Regions from separate parts of the Mus musculus genome. Here all the other regions are linked to region 3. The links are chromatin contacts, called in public promoter capture Hi-C maps. All regions are on one chromosome and are shown on one strand. Each heading gives the region's core, a stretch centred on a gene start, on an enhancer-like site or on the middle of the called end of the contact. The rest is flanking DNA. Distances are from core to core; before and after follow the strand shown.

What was found. Promoter capture Hi-C pulls out the DNA fragments that hold promoters and counts their contacts.
Region 1: a promoter capture Hi-C map of pre-B cells shows a contact between it and region 3. The contact joins the promoter of Bbx here to the promoter of Cep97 in region 3. A contact is called at or near these places in 3 of 39 promoter capture datasets (cranial neural crest, pre-B cells and second pharyngeal arch cranial neural crest).
Region 2: a promoter capture Hi-C map of pre-B cells shows a contact between it and region 3. The contact joins the promoter of Dubr here to the promoter of Cep97 in region 3. A contact is called at or near these places in 3 of 39 promoter capture datasets (cranial neural crest, pre-B cells and second pharyngeal arch cranial neural crest).
Region 4: a promoter capture Hi-C map of pre-B cells shows a contact between it and region 3. The contact joins the promoter of Cd47 here to the promoter of Cep97 in region 3. A contact is called at or near these places in 2 of 39 promoter capture datasets (cranial neural crest and pre-B cells) and 1 of 484 Hi-C or Micro-C datasets (B cells).

What each region holds. Positions count from the first base shown.
Region 1 is chr16:50,430,820-50,434,228 of GRCm38.p6, reverse strand. Bbx (bobby sox HMG box containing) reads left to right here and starts at 1,840. Exons shown (of 17, transcript NM_027444.3): 1 at 1,840-1,987.
Region 2 is chr16:50,730,406-50,734,261 of GRCm38.p6, reverse strand. Dubr (Dppa2 upstream binding RNA) reads left to right here and starts at 1,489. Exons shown (of 2, transcript NR_028300.1): 1 at 1,489-1,844.
Region 3 is chr16:55,933,512-55,937,135 of GRCm38.p6, reverse strand. It overlaps Cep97 (centrosomal protein 97), which reads left to right and starts at 2,288. Exons shown (of 11, transcript NM_028815.4): 1 at 2,288-2,383. The coding sequence starts at 2,341.
Region 4 is chr16:49,854,054-49,857,618 of GRCm38.p6, reverse strand. It overlaps Cd47 (CD47 antigen (Rh-related antigen, integrin-associated signal transducer)), which reads right to left and starts at 1,958. Exons shown (of 9, transcript NM_001368415.1): 1 at 1,787-1,958. The coding sequence starts at 1,832. It also overlaps Gm4633.

The sequences.
Region 1 (3,409 bases), core at 591-3,090, 5.5 Mb after region 3:
GTTTCTTTCTGTCAGTTGCATGCAGAGGGATATGATAGGACTTTCAGTATTATCACTTGGAATACCCGTGGTTTAGAGGATTTTTTTCTTTAAAATTTATTTTCTTTTAAAAATAAACAGAATACCACACCTCTAAACAGTACTTCACTTTCTAAACTTCATAAACTTCTTTTTCTTTAGGTTTCTTTTTCTACTCTTATGCAAGCACACATGTTCACTTAATTTATTTATGACTATGAAAAAAATATCTTAGGAACGAATCAAGGAAATAAAACAGCTGGGACAGATGTGGTGGTGCACACCTTTAATTCCAGCACTCAGGAAATAGAGGCAGTGGGGTCTCTGTGAGTTTAAAGACAGCCTGATATATCTAGTGATTTCCAGGCTAGGCAAGGCCACTCAGTCAAACCTTGCCTCAAAAAACAAAAACAAAACCACCCCCCCCCCCAAACAAACAAACACACAAACAAAAAGTCCAAAACCCAAAACCAGAACAGAAAGGTTTTCTTACTCGGTTTACTTTTAAAATTTAGGCTATCAGTTAGACTATAAAAATCATACTATTTAATCTTCAAAACTGTTTGTATTTAAGATTCTTGAAAATTTTGGATCCTGGTCAGAAGGAACTCCAGGAAAACATCTGGGACCTAGAATAGTCCCAGTGAGTTGTAGATGCTGAATAACCATTTAATGAAGGCAATCTTGGGAAAGCTTATTTTAATCTTTAAATAAAAACTAAAATCAACTCTAAGAATGAAGGAGACTAAAAGAACTCATATGCTCAAAAGATTGCTCAACTAGTTAAAAACTTGTGTGTGCATTTTATTCTGTTTTAATTCCTAGGTTCGGTTCTTTCTAAGTATCCCTTTGACTTGTTTATATCAAACTGTTAACAAGATCTGCCAAAGATACAGCATAGTAAAAATATCATTAAAACTAGATCTCGCTTTCATTGTCTCTAGAAATCACCCACCATAGAGTAGTCATATACAGCGGGAAATACATAAAACAAAGGATGTGTGTGCGTGTGCGTGTGCGCGCGCGCGCGCGCGCGTGTGTGTGTGTGTGTGTGTGTATTATAAATCTTGGCTATATTGAACCAAGAGGTCTATTTCTAAGGCAGACTGTCGATTGTCATTTTCCCACAAGGTGTGTAATTTCAGCACACCTTGTGTACCCATACAGGTGATTGCCCTCTGACTTTCAAGTGCACATTCGGCTACTTTAGCATAAGGTTTATCTTTGTTTCTGCCTGTTGTATTGATTTTTTTTCTTACTTTCTGAATTTGCTTGCTAACGAGGCAGTCACAATCTCAAAGCATTCTAGTCTTGATAAACTTATCTCGCACTATTTTGGCCTATGTGATGGCTAACCCATTGACAAAAGAAATCTAAGCTGATAAAAGCCTTTCTCGGCCACTTGTTAGCAGGCCGGGCTGTAAAATCATAACACAATGCTCGCCTCTTTCATGGGGCACCACAAGGCAGCGATCAAACCCATCCCTCCTCACTTCCATATCCAGTGGAGTTGTAGTTTATTACCATAACCCTCCCAAGTCAAAAGGACACCAGTTTCAAGCCTGGCAACTTGGTATAGAGAGGGCTTCCTTCCTGACCCCTACTCTGCTGGGCCTCACTACCTGTCTTCGCCCACTGTCTACAGGTCCCGAACATTAGAAAATAGAAAATGTGATGATCTTTGTGTGTCTCTGTGAAATGTGTGTATGTGTGCGTGTGTTTGGGTGTAACGCGCCTCCTGTTTGGCTGCGCCGCCCGTCCGTCACGGCGCGGGCCAATGGCAGGCTGCCTTATATAAAATGAGTGTTTTCAGTCTCTCCGGGTTGCATGTACTGTATGTGGAGCAGTGTACAGTGGAGCGGAGGCAGCGCGGCTCCGCAAGCTCCTCTCCACTTTCCCATAGAGAGCCCCTGACTGGCCGCTGAGGGCGAGCCACACACACGCCCTCGCGCCGCGGCGAGCCCGCGAGGTAGGCGCCCGCCATCCGCAGCCTTCGCAGGCGCTCTCCCGCACTTTCTGTTTTCCTACTCACTTGCGAGCCGCCGGGGCTGCAGCCCGAGGACTCCGCGGCAGGAGCGGCGGCAGCGGCGGCGGCAGCCGGTAGGGTGGACTTGAGGAAGGCGAGGGGAACCCGCGCGTCCGGAGCCCGAGCCGCCACCGGCCGGCGCCTCGCGGGCCACTTTCCCCTCAGCCAAAACTTTGGGTGGCGAGAGGTCGGGCCGAGGGTCGCGGCGGCCGCGCCGGCGGGCCCGGGCCGGGGGGCGCGCGGCGCTGCCCGGCGAGCGCGAGCTGGGGGCCGGGCTGGGGAGGAGTAGGCCAGCCGGTGCCAGGCTGCGTTTGCAGGCAGCACCTCTCGGCGCCCGGGCAGCGCCGCCCGAGGGGGCACGGAGCCGGGGCGCGGGGTTGAGCCGCCCGAGGAAAACAACAACGGAGCGGTCCCCTCACGCCGGCGGGCGGCTCGTGGCCGCCCCGGGAGCCCCAAACTTCAAGGAGGCGAAAGTACGTGGAGGAGCCCCGGGCAGGGCTCGGCTGCCGGGGGAGGTGGGGCCTGAGGAGCCCGGGGCAGGGGTGGAAGGTACGGGAAGGCTGCCCTCGGTGGGTCGGGGCTACATTTGGTGTGTGTGCGACGGTGACCGGGACCGGCAGCCCGGTTGCTCGTTCATCTGCAGAGTTAGGATTTGGGTGTTCCGGCCCCGAGATCGGTGTCCCCCTCACCCCCCACCCCCAGCCAAATGCGCGGCGAGTGGAGAAAGTGCTGTTCCAGTGCCAGAGTAGCCTGGAGGAAGAACAGGGGAGAGGGGAAGAAGGCGAAGAAGGCGAGAGAGGGAGAGGAGGGGAGGGGAGGGAAAGGGGAGAGGGAGGGGAAGAGAGAGAGAGAGAGAGAGAGAGAGAGAGAGAGAGAGAGAGAGAGAGAGAGAGAGAGAGAGAGAGAAACGGGAGGGAAGAGAGGAGGGGGGAGAGGACGAGGGAGGCTGTGTCAGGATTTTGCTTGAATGTGGGATTATGTTGTGTCAATAAGTTTAAGGTGGAGAGAGCGAGGCTGGGGGTGGTGGCGGTGGAGGGGAGGAGGAAGGCCTTGGCTGGTTAAAGACTCATTCTGAAGGTAAGTTATGGCATTGCACGGTCGCGATGACAGAAAACTTGCAGATCCTTTATCCGGGGATGGGGTCGATGCCTCTAGAAAGAGCTCCCCAACCCTCGGAAGCCACGCTCGTGTTACACTGTTATTTTCTGCGATCCGGGTCGCTAGTAAATTACAGAAATCAGACTGGAGGCTTCTTTCCCTCCTCCACCTCGAATCGCTCGCTCACCCTCAGAAATGTATTATTATTATTATTATTTTAAAATTTATTTTGGGGAGATCGCATGAAACTTAACGTAACTGAGACCG
Region 2 (3,856 bases), core at 240-2,739, 5.2 Mb after region 3:
TTGGAGCTCTGTCAGGTAAGAAGAGCCAAGCAAGGGCAGTCTGAGCTTTAGTGGATAACGGCTACAATGACATAAAAGCAAGATGTTCTCCGATGACAAGCTCCTGAATCAGCAACAAATTAAACCTAACAGCAAGATATAAAATTACATACAGAAATTATGGTCGTCGTTTGGGGCAACAAGCACTCATGAGGAAGAAGAGATAGGATGAGGCTCTTTTACAGTGCAGATGCAAAAGGGACTACGCTATAAGCAAGACATGTAAGCATCCTATATGGAAAACACTAGAAAGTCTTGTTGAATGTCACAGAACTGGATTTTCAATAAAAGGAAAGATAAATTCCGTTCTCCAATGGGAAAGCACATCAAATTATTCTCCGTTTCTCCAAAAGTATTTTAATGAAGCTATATTCTATTGTTTATATGGGAAAAAATAATGTAAAAGCAAGCCGCAATGAGGCAGGCCTAAGCCCTTTCAGACATTGCAATACGCTGCACAGACTACAATTAAAAAGGATAAATTTCGAATATGACAATATCTAATCAATGTGGAAAAGAAAAATTATATAGATCAGGACTCATGTACAGTGTAGAAATTGACATAGGTGGTATCTCACATCCCTAGAAGTAAAGAGGAAAAGGAATTTTATAAAGTTATCTTGTTAGAATAGGTAGACAGTCATTTGAAAACCGAAAAATCATCTAGGTAAAATTTCCACCAGTCTTACCAATATGCAGAAACAGTCAAATAGAGAGAGTGAAGGATACTCTGGGAGGAGACCCATCCTAGTCAATGTCAAGAAAACAGCAAAGAGGGGGTGGAGAACTGAACTAAATGGAATGAAGACCGATAATTGACATCTAAATGTGTTATGTAATCAACTTAATCCTAGATTTAAATTCTACCAACAAACGATAAAGTAAAAATTGAATATTTTTTGGAACAACTGAGGAAATTAAATCATATTAACTCTATCAGATAGAGGTTACTAAACTTGTTACATTTCTTGACCCCTGCTGTATTTTAAGCCTGTAGTCAAATATGGGCACATACGTAGCAGAATTCGAGTATATTCTTGTTGCTCAGAATCAGGGAGATAAGAGGGGTGGAGATTGAAGCTGCCACCCAGAGACTAGAAATCGGGGATGCTGCAAAATACTAAGTCACTTCACCTTATGGACACATTGTATGATCACCTAGCCCGAATCTCTACCACCACGGGTGCTTGAGAAACCCCGATGGAGAAAAATCGCTTATTCTGAGAAACTAGGTTGAAGCACAGGATCTCGCCGCTTACACAGGTCTAGTATGGATGTTATCTCTGGGGGAAGGTAGACACTGTTCACAACTAATTCAGAATCCAGTGTGTGTTCTTCCGCCCACAGCACCAGCGGCGACTGGTTCCTAGCCGCAGCTCAGCCAGCAGCCAAAGCTAAGCGGTGGGCGTGACCTGCTCTGTGGGAGGAGCCTTAAGGTAGGCGGGACGTGGACCGGCACCGCGCGTGCGTAGAGCTGTCAGCCGCACCCAGGCCGCGCTTCTAGCAAAGTTGCAAAGCAACGGGCAGACCTGTCAGAACGGTGAAGATCCCGGCGATGGAAAAAAGGCGAAACTGCTCCGCGTAGGCTGCTCGGAGTGGCATCGCACCTTGTTCGAGTCCGAAGAAGTTCCCGCTTCTCTAAGCCGGCTGAAGGGATGCGAGTCTCCTCTTGTCCCAACGGGACTGTGTCCTGACACAGAGTGGACTCCGCCCCAAGAGTGCGAGCGTCCTGAGCGTTCAGGGCATCCTGAGCCGCGGAAGGCATCCGGCCACACCCCGCTCTTTACCCGCCAACGCCAGCCCAGGTAAAAAGAAAAAAACTTTACGTGCTTTAAGATTCCTCTGGAGAGTCGCCAATTAGAGAGTTACCAGTTCTGTGACCACCCCACCCCCGCCCCCCAGGAAGAGCGAAATCTGTCACGTACTCATCTTTCACAACCTTGCATAGGAGGAGGAAACACCCACTCACGGCCGCCGGCCTTAAACGCTTGCAGATTTGCGATGGCAGGCAAATCCTTCACTTTCTGGGAGCTGGCGCCGCGTCTCTGGTGCTTGCAGAAAGGATCCAGTTTCTGTAAGGATGCCCAGGCTTCGATTGCACCTGGTTCTGAACACCAGCCCAGGAATCCCACGTACCTGTTTGCGCCTCCTCCCCTGGCCGGTTACCAGTCAAGACCGCCAGGAACCTCTTAGAACAGTAGCCAAACCGGCTAGTCTTTTATTCTGAATCGGTCACTTTCCGTGGCTAGTAAAGTCCAACACTTTGGATAAATTGGCTTAGTGTAAAAAGGTAAACTATTGTGTTTTGATAATGTCTCTTTTGCTGTGATATGTCCAGTGTGATCATTTAAAACATACTGAAAAGTGTATAGAAGAATGTTGAAATTCTACATAATCCCAACAAACTTAAAACAACTTGAAAAGCTTTATGTATGCTTTTAACCCTCTTTTTTTTTCAGTGCTCACTTGGTAAGACCACTTACTGAACAACTAGGTTGTTGAAGCTGTTTAACATTTGTTGAAAAACAGCACAGAAAATAGTATGCCGATTACAAATGCAGTTCAGTACTTAAACAAACATACTCTGGCAACAGTCTAGATGATATAATCTAGTACAAGCCTCCTTCATCGCAGTCCGTAACAAAGAAAGCACACTCATGCTAAATATAGACACTGCCTTAGCATTAAGTATTCTAATTGTTCTTTCTGTCATAATAGTTATCCATCCAATAGTCTGCAGTGCCCTGCTCCTTTCATTCCACACTGTATTTGAGTTTATGCATGCTGTTTCACGCAATTGGGTCGTTTAAAAATATTCTTTTACTCTTATGTTGTGTGGTCTCCAGTGTTTTGGATATACACAAAATATTGTATTAATAATGGTAATAATGAGATATGGTTCAAGCCATACAATTCATCCATTTAAAGTATGTGATTTGGGTTTTTTTTTATATTCACTTTGTGGGACCATAACTATCAGGTCATAGATGCCCTCCAAAGATAGCCCTTATCCCTCAAGCCCCAAACAACCGACAATCTTGCCTATAGACTTGCCTGTTGGGATCATTCTCTAAAAGTCCAATCGTGTAGTAAGCAAATAATGTGTGGCCAATTTCCCTTAGTGATACTGTACATTTATCTCCAGGTTTCGTGTTCTTACAAATAGTGCTCACATGGGTAAATATTAATCTTACCTGTTGTCACATGAATACACCTCTCGATATATATGCCTGTATGTTGAATAGCTCAGACATCTCCTGTGCTTACAGTTAGAGTTACAGTGCGAGCTTTTCATGTGTACTGTTACACTAGCCTGGTCTGATAAGAATTCTCAGTATTCCACCTTCCCCAACATCCGGTGGTTGTATAGTGTTAATTTACAAAAACCTCTGTTAACTGATGGCAGAATCATGCCATTATTAACCACTAATATATCCTCTTTAGTAAAGGGCTCTTCAGCTGTGTCTATTGATTGCCAGTCACACTTGACTTCAAACTTATAAATTCTGACTGTGCTCCACCACCAAATGCATTTTTCTCCTCTGCAGTTTGTATTTTAACTCTCTCACTGTTAGATTATTATAAATGTGTAGTTCCCCCCCCCCCCGGTAAATTGAGTACCTTGGCTAAGCTATAAATAATCATTTCCTACCCACAAGGTCACAAGAATGTTCACCTATAGCATCCTCTTATGTGTGAGTGTTTGATGTACTACCTACAATTAATTTGAGGGAATCTCGTGTAAGAGTCTTTTTAATTTGATTACCCAATTGACCTAAATCTTCCTTTTAAAGTGGAAACTTCTTCTCTCACAATT
Region 3 (3,624 bases), core at 1,039-3,538:
CTGGAAAGGGGAAAACATTTGAAATAAAGAAAATATCCAAGAAAAAAATTAATTAAAAAATTGACAAATAAGACCTCATAAAATGCAAAGCTTCTGTAAAAACAAACAAACAAAAAACCTTAAAATACAGAAAAGTTTAAAACAATTTTTTTTCTTTGAGTTGGGGATGTATCTCAGTGGTTAAGTGCTTGCCTCAGATGAAGAGAGCCTAGTTTGATCCCTAACAGTTTCAGAAACCCAAAACCAAAAACAGTGAACAAGACAAGAGTGCTTCTCGTGTGAACTTTGTGAACGACAACACTCTTCAGTGATGAAAAGCCGGACACAACTGCATGGTCATCCCCAGTATGTGATCACCCTGTGGAGGGGTTCTCTGGGTTATTCTTGTTTGCTGATGTTGTTATTTGGTTTTTTTTTTTTGTTTGTTTGTTTTTGTTTCTGAGACAAGGTGCCTCTATGTGGCCAAGGCTGGACTTGGCATACTTCTCTCCTGGCCCTTCCTTTTTCTAAGTTACATATTCTCTCTCTCTCTCTCTCTCTCTCTCTCTCTCTCTCTCTCTCTCTCCATGAATGAGGTAGCACACATGTGGAACTCAGAACACAATTCACAATTTTCAGGAGTGGGTGATCATCTTCTACTGTGTGGGTTATGGGACTTGAACTCAGATCATCAGTCTTGGCAGCAAACTCCCCTACTGGCTAAGCTGTCTCTTCATCCTCTCCAATTGTTTTAATTTATGCACTGGCTGCTCTTCCAGAGGTCCTGAGTTCATTTCCCAGCAACCACATGGTGGCTCACAACCATCTGTAATGGGATCTGATGCCCTCTTCCGGTGTGTCTGATGTGTGTGTGTGTGTGTGTGTCTGATGTGTGTGTGTACATGTGTACTTGTTTTGTTTTTAGACAGAATCTCTCTGTTGCATAGCTCAGGCTATGATTAAACTCACTATGTAGACCAAGGTGGCCTTGAACTCACAGACATCCTCCTGCTTGCCTCTTCCAATATCTAACAATATATAGTCTTCCTCCCAACTGATGGGATTAAAATTTGGGCCACCACGACAGGCTTGCTTTGTTTTCAGACATATAAAGTTGTAAGACTGTTCTCCAAGTAAGGTGTCTACTGGTTAAAATGAAGGGGGGAATTCTTATTGTTTCTTCAGAAATAGAAAAGTATCTTTAGACTAAAGCAATGGGAAACAGAAAGGTCTTTAAGGGCAGTGATGCCAAAGGGAACCAGGAAAGAGGAAATGCTCTTAGAATTTTGAGCCTGAAAAGCTAGAAGCACCAAGTTACTGAATTTTCCTGAACAGGAATCCTCAGACTTCAGAGAGAGCCTTATAGCGAGTCATTCTATAGAGAAGCTAAAACCCTTTAAAATTAATTCAGACTTGTCAGAATGGGTAGCGGCCATAGAGACTTCTAGCAATGAGTTCTCAACATCAGTTTGTTTTAAACAATGTCCTTATAATGTGCCAGGTGGTAAAAGTGTTGAATTTCTCGAACACCAAGAGTAGCTTTTAGTACGTTGAGCAGTTGATGAAAGAAAGTGGAGCCCCCTTTGTACGATTGAGTTACCTTGTAAACCCTAGCTTAATTTTACTTCCCCTGTCAAGTTTTGTCCAAAGATTGTAATTTCTAGTTCCCGATTACCGAGTTCATAGTTAAATCAAAAAAAGATCAGCCTGTGCCCTCCCAACCAGGTAAAGTAAGTATTCCTGACTCTGGAAACTATTTTAAACTTTTTTGAATACTCTGGAAAAAGTTCTGGGTACATATGTATCAAATATACTCCTTGACCAAACTGTTCAATGTGTAAGAACCACCATTTAAAACAAAAATATCAGTTTCTGAGGCTTTAAATCTATTTAATTAGGTAAGATTGGGTAAATTGCAAATATAACGTATCCATTTGACTATGTCAAAATATTTCACTGTCATTCCTATAGAGAAGCTAAAACCTTTTAAACTTAATTCAGAATTGTCAAAATGGGTAGCTGCCATAGAGACTTCTGGCAATGAGTTCTCAAATTCAGTTTTAAACAACGTCTTTATAATGTGCCAGGTGGTAAAAGTGTCGAATTTCTCAAACACCTGGCCCTGGAGTGAAATGGTTTATCTAACAATACAGCTTGCTCACCAGATCAACTTTAGGTGTCAACCCGGGTCTTCTAAGCTTTACCTCCCACATTGTAGCCAGCAAGTCCCATCAGGGAGCCAATTGGGTCGAGTGAGTGCTGTGCATCCTGGGAGTTGTAGTTTGCAGCGCCCCACTGCTGACTACATGCTCTACAGAACGGCAGAAGACGGTTGCCTGGTGTCATTAGCAAGCGGCAAGTATGGCGGTGGCGCGAGTCGACGGGGCTCTGGCTCCGGGAGAAGGTACGATGATCCCTACCCCTAAATTCCAAAGTTTACTTCAGTATGTCATATTAAACAGTTGCTTGGTGTAAAGAGAAAGCCTGGGTTTAGAGGTGCAGTTTTGGACCAGTTCTTTTGATGAGGGGCTGTAAGCAACACGGAGGCGCACTTCCTACTGGGAGTTGTAGTCCCGCTGTCTGGTCCAGTCCCGCAACATTACTGTGAAGGCTGAATGAGGGACTTCAGTCCCCAGGAGCCTTCGCGGTGCCCGGCGCCCCTGTCCCGCGCTCTCCTTAGCCTGACTGGGGGCAGTGGGCTTCGGACTGCGGTGACCTTTCTGGGACGTTTACTTTGAGTTCCGAGTGCCCACAGGAAATTAGTGCAGCCTTTTTATTTCCCGTGCCTCTCCTTCTCGTCCGAGAACGTTCAGGAAGCATCTCATCTGAAACCGCATCACAGTCTGCTTGAACTCTTCTTTGGAAGTGACCAGTAGCCGTGGTAGAATCTGAGAATGACCCAGACACGCGTTGCTCCCCGATCATTCTGCAGGCCGGGTCCCGGGGTCGAGTTTGGTCTTTGTTTGGCAGAGCCCAGGTTGGGGGGTGCGCCTGTGCTTGGGAGATGCCTCCGTGGGGCGCCGACCTCAGAGCTTTTGTTTTGGTTACACTCTGAGGCGTGGTAGCAGCTGGCCCGATTGGGGCAGAGCAGGGTAGGTAGAGTTGAGGCTCATAACCCGGAGACCCTTGAGTTCCTACGGGAAGGAGTTCGGCTAAAACATGTGTCGACACTTAGGAATTGTGTGCGGACGCTAGGTGCGCTTTTCCAGGACAGTCTAGTTTTCATCTCGAAGAAGGGGCTCACGACGCCTCACGTGATAAGAAAACCGAAAAGCATTGAAACCCTCTAGGAGCGCAGAACCGAAAAATTACATCCCAAGGTAGCTCCAGTCTGATCGAAAAATTGAAATTGGCAGTTACTCAGGCCCCGCCCACTCTGATAGCTTCTTTTCTCAACCTTCCTAGCTCACCGAGAACAGCAGCAATAAGCACTTACAGAGCCATTCTCCCCGCCCCCAAAGAGCCAGATGATATTTTGGATGCCTTTCTCCCATTATCTCATGTTTTTATGTAGAACAATGTTTATATTATATTCTCACTCTTTTTCTTTTTTCTTTTCAAAGCCATGGTCTCATTATGTAGCTGTGACTGATCAAAAACTCAAAGAAATCCTCTTGCTTTTGCCTCTCCAGTGCTGGGATTAAA
Region 4 (3,565 bases), core at 709-3,208, 6.1 Mb after region 3:
AGTCTCCAGGTTCCCTACTGCTTGTGTTCTGAGACTGTTAGCATGCTTTCATGTGTGTTCTTTCGAACCTACATATGATACACAAACAAAAGTCCATCTTATCTTTGACAAACATTATCAATTGCTGATTTACAAACATCTAACGACCCCAAACCATAATGCCTGTATTTTGGGTTTGTTTTTCTTTCCTAGTCAATAGCAAACACAATAAAAATAGTGAAAGTTCTGAATTTTGCAACTCCTTATAGAACCAAATGTACTAACATTGTACAAAATGAGCATTAATGAATGTGATCATAATTATCGCTAACAAAGGCCTACCACAATTCCTATCACCAAAACTACAATTCTAATAATTTTGCTTTTTAGTCTACTTGAGAATTAGGCTTAAAAAAAAACATAATATATGGCTTAGACTTTTCACTCTTCAGACAAACAAGATTCACTGTCCATGGTCTGAATCAGTAGCATTTTATAACAGATTTGTATCTGGCTCAATATGAAAGCTCTCTGATTATACAACAGGTATTTGAAAACAGTGTTATAATGATAACGATGGTAACAAGCACAGTAAAAACGACTAAAATCAGAAAACATCCAATACCAACAATTTAGATAACACAGGTCTTTATTATTATCAGCTACAACACCCAGGATGATTGGGAGAGGGAAGTGGTGGGCAGGGTATTAAGGGCATCTTGGAAATAGATCCCAAACACTGGCCTTTATAAGGCATTGTGAGGTTAACCATCAGTTTAAGGTTCAATTAATTTAGCATCCATCCTAAGACAAATTTAACATTTGCTGTTATCCTGCTGCAAGTCTGTTCCGATTCTTACCAAAAGTTCGCAGAGGAATCTGCAGATATGAAGCTTGCCGGGCGGTATATGGTCACAAAAATTCCTATTCTTCCCTCGGCTTTTTACAAAGGAGGTACGCGTTCATAAACAGCAAAATACTTTACAAAAGAGGAGGTGCATCCCTGGCAATTACTGTCTTTAGACCACTGGCAATATCTGGGCAAATCTTAAAATACGTTTGCTCCAAGGAAGAGGGAAAAAAAAAACTTTAATCTACAATAAGGAATATATTAAAGTGCTGGCAAGGGAGGGGGGTAGCGGGGGTGTCACGAGAAGTGTTTCCAGGAAGCTTGTTTTGAGGATTCAAAACAACAACCACAAAAATACGCGGTCAGAGGGAGGGAAAGAAAAAAAAAGCTTCGATAAAAGCTGGGTGGGAAATAAAACTTGGGTCCACCGTGTTCTCTCTGCTCCAGTGCTTACGCGGTAGGGCAAAAAGCCTTTCTGGTCGACTTCACCAAAATGCGCACTTCATCACAAGAGGCCCGGGCCTCCCACTCTAGTCCTTCAACCCCAAATGCTGCGTGAAAGCTCTGAGAAAGGAGAGGGGTGCAAGAGGAGGGGATGGGGGGGGCGGCAGCTGCCCCCTCGCTTTCTTTGCAGTTGGGGTTTTGCACAGTTGCGGTTGTTCCCAGTTCTTCCTACGTGTGCGCACTGGAGAGTGAGGAGCTTCAGCCCGCTCTCCCCGGGGGGGAAAGGGACTAGGGAAGGAGAGCAGAGGGAGGAGGCAGGGGCGCCGATGCCCCGCCGGGCCCTCCCACAGTGGCGCTCCGGGTGCGCAGGGCCCGCGCATCCCGCCACCCCTCTCCTCTTCTCTCTGCTCTCCTCCGGGCGCCGCCTGGCCGGCGGGGGTGCAGCCCACACTCCTGCGGGGGCGCCTGGGTGCTGCGCACCAGCCTGAGAGCCGGGATCCCCGAGCCACTCACCGCAGCAGCAGGAGCCCAGCAACAGCGCCGCCGCCAAGGGCCACATCTCCGCGCCGCCGGGGGGTCGCCGCCGCAGGTGTCTGGAGCAGCCGCCGCCTCCGCTGCTGCCTTCAAGGGAAACGACCGACCAGCAGCGCCGCAGCAGTGACAGGCAGGAGCGGCCGCCCAGGCTGCCCGGGGGTGCGCGCGCGCGCGTGCTCGCCGCCCCGCGCACGCGCACTCCGCCCCGCCTGGCCGCCTCTGCTCGTTGACGTGACGCCAGCCTCACACCCAGCCCTGGGCAGGCTCCGGCGGAGAGCGCCAAGAATCAGCCTGTCCCCGGGGCTGCGCGGGTTGCACTCTCTGCTCACGGCCCCCGTCCCTCCAGCCAGCTCTCTTCCGGCTTCGTGTCCTGGGCCGGCCTGAAAGACGGGAGCATGGGACACACACGCTCACCGGAACTCACGGCACGCGTCCCTGCGCAGCCCCGCTGCTCTCTACTCCCTCTGGCCAAGCTCGCCCTGGACCTCGGAGCCGCCCAACCTCAGTCCAACTCCTCCTCCCTGCTCTCCCGGTGTAGGCGCTGCTTCTGCTTTCACCATCTTCCCTCCCAAGGCGCGCAGCCCTGGAGCCGCAGGGCTGGGCGGAGAGAGGGCGCTGTGACCAGGTCCTGGCCCCCGAGGAACTCCTTCCCTCTGGCTCCCCCTGGCCCTGATCTCTCCCCGGTCTGACTTGTTCCAGAAGTGGACCTCCTTATCTGTTTTTCTTTCTTTGTTGGCTAATGTTTTCATCCCCCAAGCAGGGTTGGGCAATCAAGTTCCATGCATAATGAGCAGTTTAAAACCACGAAGGAGAAAGGGTGACAGACACAAGGATTGTGGCAGACAGGCCCCGTGTGAGTAAACAGATCCTTGACGCTATCGGCAATATTGGGAAACTGGCTTATGTCTGCATCCTTGTGTAGACCTCTGACCTGTTTGAGTTCAGTTCTTGAATAGGTTTAAAAGTGTAGCTCTAAGCCACTCTCTTCACCCTGAGGCAAAGGTCCTTTGACTAAAAGGACTTGATCTCTGTAATAATGGGTGCCCATTCTGGGTGATATTCTCTGAGCTGAGCTAAAAGACTATCACACTATTTATTGCACTTCTTAAAGTCTTCTACCCCATTTCCTTCTCAATAGCCAGTGTAGCAGCAATCCAATTCAGGATAAAACTTGCCACTGTCTATGATGCTGTGACAGTGTCCTTATTTCATGATTATTTTCCTAAGGAAATAACCACTCCCTCCCAGATAGGGTACCAACAACAAACTAAAGTAGGATTCCACCGAAGTCAGTCTTGGACCAAAAGGTTTCTTGAGCTTGCTATAAGTTACTTCCCACCCAGCAGCGCAGAAGATCTGAAAGCAACCACACCTAAAAATTTCACCGCAGCATGAATTCCCCGTTCTTTTGATACCCTTCTATAGTCGGCATACTCTAGCACCTACTTAGGGGTGTCTGAGAGGTGCAAGAGGAAGTAGCTAGAATCTCAAGTAAGGGTTCAATGACCCTCCTGTCACTCTCCTTCCTGGAGGAAAGATCCACAGTCAGCACATCCTATCTTGAGAGTCACAAGTAGTCACCACTGTTCTGAGGAACATGATTGCTGTTACGCTCAGAGAATAGCACTCAACAAACATCCCTTAGTATACAACTGTGTGTGTGTCTGTGTGTCAGAGAAAGAGAGAGAGAGAGAGAGAGAGAGAGAGAGAGAGAGAGAGAGAGAGAGATTTCCTCCACATTATCAATTCTTTAAACCC